2 separate regions of the Sus scrofa genome follow, and region 1 is linked to region 2. Evidence: chromatin contacts called from public Hi-C data. All regions are on one chromosome and are shown on one strand. Each heading gives the region's core, a stretch centred on a gene start, on an enhancer-like site or on the middle of the called end of the contact. The rest is flanking DNA. Distances are from core to core; before and after follow the strand shown. Region 1 has its middle 390 kb from the start of LRIG3. Region 2 has its middle 450 kb from the start of ATP23.

Region 1 (3,472 bases), core at 707-3,206, 99 kb before region 2:
CCTGCTACCATATTTCATTCTCCCTTAAGGGACACAAAGTCAATTTTTGCCAAGAACCTTGACAATATTTTTCTACTTCTTAAATTTTGGTATTACAATGCCACAATTTCCCTGGCCAGGAATCCTCATGTCCTGTAGCTCCCCTTTGATTTTTGTTTCTTGTTCATAACTCTTGAACCTAATTACTTGGGCCTTACATAGAAAGCACATGGCCCTAAATGGTATCTACTATCTCCCTACTATAATTACACAACAAATAGGAAATAATATAATGAGTGTTATTAAACAACCAAGTAATATATATTATTATTAATTTTATATCTATGTGTTAGTTATTCCCACACCTAAACAAATATAAAAATTCCAAGTTTGAAAAGTGAGTTAACTCACTAACTCAGATTTTAAAAGTTACTAATAAGGACAATTAGTAATCCATACAATTTAGTCATTATCCTTCCAAAATTCTAAAATAAAAATTAATGGCTCAAATTTATGACTAACTACAAGGAGATGAAAAGAGGTGTTACTTGGCCTTATGAAAAAAAATAAATCCTAAATATGGGATGTCATATTTTATATTCATAATATATGATTTAAATCTTAAATTTCATTTGATTTATAATCTACTTTGCCTATATCTTGTCTCTCCAAAGTATAAGCTCCTTGAAGGTAGAAAATATGTCCTACGGTTTTTAACACTCTAACAAATTTAAAGCATCTAAAACAACTTTTTCCAATAGAAAACTAGCAAATATTTATTAATTAGAGAATGAGAACTCTGCCTTTAATAATCTAAAAATGAAGTGATGACTTCCTTCATGGCTGGTTTTACTATCAATCAAAATTTTGTACTGTTTCTTCTCTATGCCCTATTACCACTTTTCAACTAATACATATAAGTCAAGATGACACTCTGTCAAAGTAACTTACAGTAACAATTTTTAGAAGGGAATCTTGCTTTGGGGAAAAAAAATTTTTTGAGATCCTTAAAAATCTATCAATAAAAAGAAATGTGTTTTGAAAATAATGGGAAATAATAATTATTTTTTTTTTTGTCTTTTTAGGGCCACACCCACAGCATATGGAAGTTCCAAAGCTAGGGGTCAAACCAGAGCTGTAGCTGCCAGCCTACACCACAGTCACAGCAACGCCAGATCTGAGTTGCATCTGCAACCAACAGCACAGCTCACAGCAATGCTGGCTCCTTAACCCACTGAGCAAGGCCAAGGATTGAACTCACATCCTCATGGATACTAGTCAGATTTGCTACTGCTGAGCAACTATGGGGACTCCCTGGAAAATATTTTCTTTAACTGTTGTCCCCACTCGGAACTCTGGAACTCATTTTCTTCCACACTTATGGTGAGGGGTACTCCCCAATACTTGGGCAGGGAGGAGGGTGTGTGGAGACAACAGGGAGACTGGAGTTTAAGCCAATACGAAAGTCGAAGCCAGCAGGGATGATACATGTAGAAAGCAAGAACCATGAATTAAATTCTGGAATGAGAGTTTCTGATAAAAAAGAAATTGAATCACAGAAACTGGAAAGCCAGAGGGACTCAAACCAAGAATGGGCCATCATGGTAGCAACAAATAAAAACAACCAGGTCAAAGCCAAGGAAGACTAAAAGCCATAAAGAGAAGACATTCAGGGGCACACCTGAGGCCCTCACAGAATTCTGCTGGATGACACACTATGGCCTCAGTTCTTTTATTACCTTGGGAGGTAGCGCCTAGCTATAGAGTCCTTCATAAATACCAAAAGGTTATATACAATATCAGAAAATAGCAATGGAGAATCACTGCATTTTCCTCTGCTATCTATTCTGCATGTTTTATTTCCTTTAGGGAGATCAGACTTTCTACATGCAAAGTTGTAACAAACGATGTGGTTGGTTAGGTATGTGGTGAATGTTAAGCAAACAGGCCTGATGATATTTTACAATTGGCAACTCTCTCACAAAAATTCCAGCTCCCTCTCACAGTGCCTACTCACCAAGGAGTTGGTAGTGTCTCTGTGTAAGCAGCTTCTGGTTTTGAGATTTTAAAACAAAGTGGATAAGCAATGAAATCCTGCCGTATAGCACTGGGAACTATATCTAGTCACTTATGCTGGAGCATGATAATGTGAGAAAAAAAGAATGTATATATGTATGTGTGACTGGGTCACCTTGTTATACAGTAGAAAATAGACAGAACACTGTAACCCAGTTATAATGGAAAAAATAAAAATCATTATTAAAAAAATATAAAGCTTACTTTCAAGGGCTCTTGTCCTTTCAAGGGTGGCTTTAGCTCAAAAATCAATCTCAACAGTCTTCTCTATAAACACACTTATTTAAATGGCCCACCTATCTTTCATGATGATTCAAGAAGTTTCTCCAAGCTTTGACATGTAATTTATTAGGAAATTTTTCCATCATTAAGAAAATGGCTTTCTATGGCTATTTTTACCCACCAGCAATTAAGGAAATTTAAGACTTATGAATCAAAGCCAAAGAAGTTATGAAATATGAATCAATGGTTTGACCTTTACAAGCCCAGAAATGCAGAGAATGTTTGTTGACTAAACTAGGAAATGTTCACTTTTATTCACTGATACCCTCCCCAAAAGAAATTACCACTAATAATAACTGCTCTTCATTTCAGCTCCTGAGATTGGCCATGCCAGGATGGTTAACTAGCATGCTTGAACATTATTATTTAAAAAGGAAAGGGAAGCTTTTCCACAACTATTCTTAGTAGCACACAATGTTTTAAAAAGAATTAATCGACTCAATTAATTAGTATTTTCCATATTTCTTATTATTTATTTTTTATATGATTTTATTTTTTTCCCATTATAACTGGTTTACAGTGTTCTGCCAATTTTATAAGTACAGAATGGTGACCCAGTTATAAATACATGCATACATTCTTTTTTTTTTTTAACTTCATCAGGCTCCATCATAAGTGACTAGACATAGTTCCCAATGCTAAACAGCAGGATCTCATTGCTAATCCATTCCAAAGGCAATATTCTGCATCTATTAATCCCAAACTCCCAATCCATCCCACTCTATCCCACTCCCCCAGGCAACCACAAGTCTATTCTCCAAGTTCATGATTTTCTTTTCTATGGAAAGATTCACTTATGCCTTATATTAGATTCCAGATATGTGATATCATATGGTATTTGTCTTTCTCTTTCTGACTTACTTCACTCAGTATGAGAGTCTCTAGTTCCACCCATGTTGCTGCAAATGGCATTATTTCATTTTTATGACTGAGTAGTATTCCACTGTGTATATATACCATATCTTCCTAATCCAATCATCTTTTCATATATTTCTTATTCATTCTTTTGTATTAAACTACCATATGATCCAGCAATCCCACTCCTTGGCATATATCCAGACAGAAATTTCATTCAAAAAGATACATGCACCCCTGTGTTCATTGCAGCATTATTCACAATAGCCAAGACATGGAA
Region 2 (3,230 bases), core at 210-2,709:
ATCAATCACATCTCTCTGGAGGCTCCATCACTTTGCTCTATCTGCCTGCTTATAGGATACTTAGCAGTTATTTCAGATTGAGGTGGACTTTCCACCTAGGCTATGCCATTTAGATCTTATGTTTGGATAGCTAAAGTAAATTTTGGCCAGCATTAGCAGCTAAATCTCCTCTGGGCCTCCCCACCCTCAGAGCCCACCGCACTCCTGTGAATAGGATATTCCCATGTCTTATTTACACCTCCTTCCTTCCCCACCTCAAGTCACCTCCCTTCCACTTAGTCTGCCATACTCTTTCACAGTTATCAGGCAATTCCTGGCTCTTTCTGTGAAAATAAGTGCTCTTAAAATGATAAGGATTTCAGAGAACTGAGCGGTAGTCAAGAAGGTGGACATTTTCTCATCCTAAGTTTAACCATCAATGGCATTTCACTACTTCCTTCAAAGTAGTTTTCTAGAACATCAAACACATACATATTCATCAGCTGCTATCTATATTAGATTATCCATGCTTCTGCCTTCTTCCATTAGTGCAGTTAATCAAGAGCATTAGAAAATAGAGCTACCTTATGAAGTCTGAATTTTGTAGCAAAGTATGTGCAGAACCAGCAGATGCTCTTGCTGTATTTGTTGACCTCTCATGAAGGTGCAAAGGAAACTGAAAGCTTCAAGTATTTCAAAGGATTTGAAACAGTTTAGGTGGATTTTTATTTGCTCAGATGCCTTCTCTAAAGGGAATTGCATTTTGAACTGTTATATTACATATACATTTTTATTGCTATTTCTGTTCAGTCATCCAAATACCAAGCTAGAGCATTGGACCAGTGGACACAAGGATGAATTCCAAGAAGATTAGGGAACCAGGGAAGTGCAGAATGGATTTAATGACTCATGGGTGAAGCATTAGTCATTGGTCATAAACCAATATGGAACCAGAGACACTGGGAATGATTCAGGCTACAGAGCAACAGGCTCTGTGAATTCTACTTAACAGTTCAAACAGCTGACTCAACACTTCCACAGGGTTTACAAAGCAAAAAGTCCAGTTGGTTTACTCTATTTCATCTTCCACTTAACCTTTTACCATCGAGGTCTCTTTTAGCATACTTGAGCAACATGAAAAAGTGATTTCTGGGAAAATATGATTCCTAAGAGAGAGAATAATGACCTAAGATACTCAAACACACACATAAGTAAAAGGATGCAATGGTTAAGTTAGGAATATTTGTTTAAAATGCATTGACAGGAGTTCCCTGGTGGTCTAGTGTTTAGGACTCAGCACTTTCACTGCTGCGGTCTGGGTTCAATCCCTGGTCTGGGAATTGAGATCCCACATCAAGCCACTGCACACCATGGCCAAAATAAATAAATCAAAATAAAATGAATGCACTGAAATATAGAGTGTCTAGTGGTTTCATGGATGACTGGGAACTAGGAATTCTAGCTCTGATTAATTCTGCCCACAATTCAGGTTGTAACATAGTCTAGGCGGATCCCTTGCATACTCTGATTCGTCACTATGGACATATGGGATGTGCAGCAACTCAAAATCCTTTTCAGGCCCTCCCACTTTTTGAAGGTTTCTATGACTCTCCCCCTTGCTGTAAAGTAAATTACCTCTTAGCACCATCTCTATCCCACAGGCATTTCCTCACTTGCACTCTCCTATTTGGTTTACCAGCTGGTTCTATCCCCCTGCTCACTAAGGAATTCCTCACATGCCATCAAGAGGGGCTCATCATTGTTTAGGGCTAACAAACAAGTATTGGCAGGGATCCAATTGAGCAAGGCATCTCAAGATGAGAAAAAGTGTGACAACTCTAGATTAATTGATCATCACTGTGGGTCCCAGTGTCTTGGGAATTCTGATCCCTTATGTCTGTATTTAATTAAACAACCAACAAGATGTGATATACAAAGATCATGGATTTTGAAGTCAGAAAGGCTTGAATTCAAATCCAAACTGCCTTAAATCCACTTTAATTCCTCATCCAACAAGTATACATTATGCATCTGCTATGTTGAAGACATGGTTCTAGATGCTATGAGTATAGCAATAAACAAAAGAGATAACATTGTGAACCCAGAAGAAACTTTAGGGATTTTCTAAGTTTGACTGGAACACACTCAGGCTCCTTCACTTACGTACCATTCCTAACTGCCTGCATCACAACAGAACTGAATGGCTAAAACATACTTTATGGACCAAATATTTTTAAATATTTACTTTACAAAAAATTATTTCTTTGCAGAAAAACGTTTTCTGACTTTTTTCTAAAGGCTATTACTTTTCTTATTGAGTTCTAGTCATATACCAAAGCATTCTTCTAGGCTTTGGAAATACAGTGTTAAATAAGGCACATACCCTGTCTTCAGGGAGCTTGAAGTTTAGTAGAGACAGGACAAATAAATATGCCATCAGAGTCCAATAAGGTAAGTAGATCTTCCCCTGTTTTGTTCACTGATGTATCCCAAGCACCTAGAAGAATGTCTGGAATATTCAAGATGCTTGAGAAGTATTTTTTAATGAATTTCTCAAAGGAAAGGATGTCTCAATAAAAAAAATTTAAGGACTTTCTAGGCAACTAGGAAAAGGGAAGGAGAAAAAAAATGTATGTGCAAAGGCCAAGAGGCTAATGAACAGGTGGAATATTTTCAATACAGTAGTTCGATAGATCTCTTCAGAATGAGAGGTATGAATTGTAAAGGAAGAAGCTGGAGCAATTAGCAAAGGACAGACCTTGCAGCATTTATTAAGACTGGCTAATGAGCTGGAACTTGAACTGGGAGCCACTAAAGAATTTAAAGGTTGAGTGAGATGTGTTTAGATACTTTAGAAAGACAGTCATGGCCACAGCATGGAGAGTCCAGGGCAGACAGGACTGCAGGCCCAGGGGCTAGTTAGCAGCAGTGGTGGTTACTCTGCAAAGTATCAGGAGAAAACCCTGCAAAGGACTGGACAGACAACTGGGGACTATGAGACTATGAGGAAATGCAGTGTTAGCAGAACCTGAGGTATTTTGAAATTATTATTAGAGTTCTTGCGGCTTTGAAATAGATACCTCAGAAAATCCAGAGACTCCTGGTCAGCAAGGGGAAAGGAATGTTCATCTTCACTGAAAACCATCTTCACTTAAAGCTGATTCTTAATTCAGTCAGGGAAAATCTCCTCTCATTCATCTGAAACTCAAACCCAATGTGTGGTTTCTGTTTCCAGATTTTTCTCTTTCCCT

Evidence for each region. Hi-C and Micro-C count contacts between places; a contact is called where the count stands out from the background.
Region 1: a contact with region 2 is called in a Hi-C map of embryonic fibroblasts, with 2.1 times the contacts expected there. The contact joins two enhancer-like sites. A contact is called at or near these places in 5 of 47 Hi-C or Micro-C datasets (embryonic fibroblasts, fibroblasts and mesenchymal stem cells) and 1 of 2 datasets of contacts at active chromatin or transcription factors (skeletal muscle).

What each region holds. Positions count from the first base shown.
Region 1 is chr5:23,722,160-23,725,631 of Sscrofa11.1, reverse strand. No RefSeq gene overlaps it. Among named protein-coding and RNA genes, the nearest start is that of LRIG3, 390 kb to the left of the region's middle. Within about 2 kb of position 1,956, at least 4 of the 83 cell types and tissues checked have an H3K27ac peak or open chromatin away from gene starts, as enhancers often do. A contact at or near this core is called in embryonic fibroblasts, where this site is marked.
Region 2 is chr5:23,623,345-23,626,574 of Sscrofa11.1, reverse strand. No RefSeq gene overlaps it. Among named protein-coding and RNA genes, the nearest start is that of ATP23, 450 kb to the right of the region's middle. Within about 2 kb of position 1,459, at least 8 of the 83 cell types and tissues checked have an H3K27ac peak or open chromatin away from gene starts, as enhancers often do. A contact at or near this core is called in embryonic fibroblasts, where this site is marked.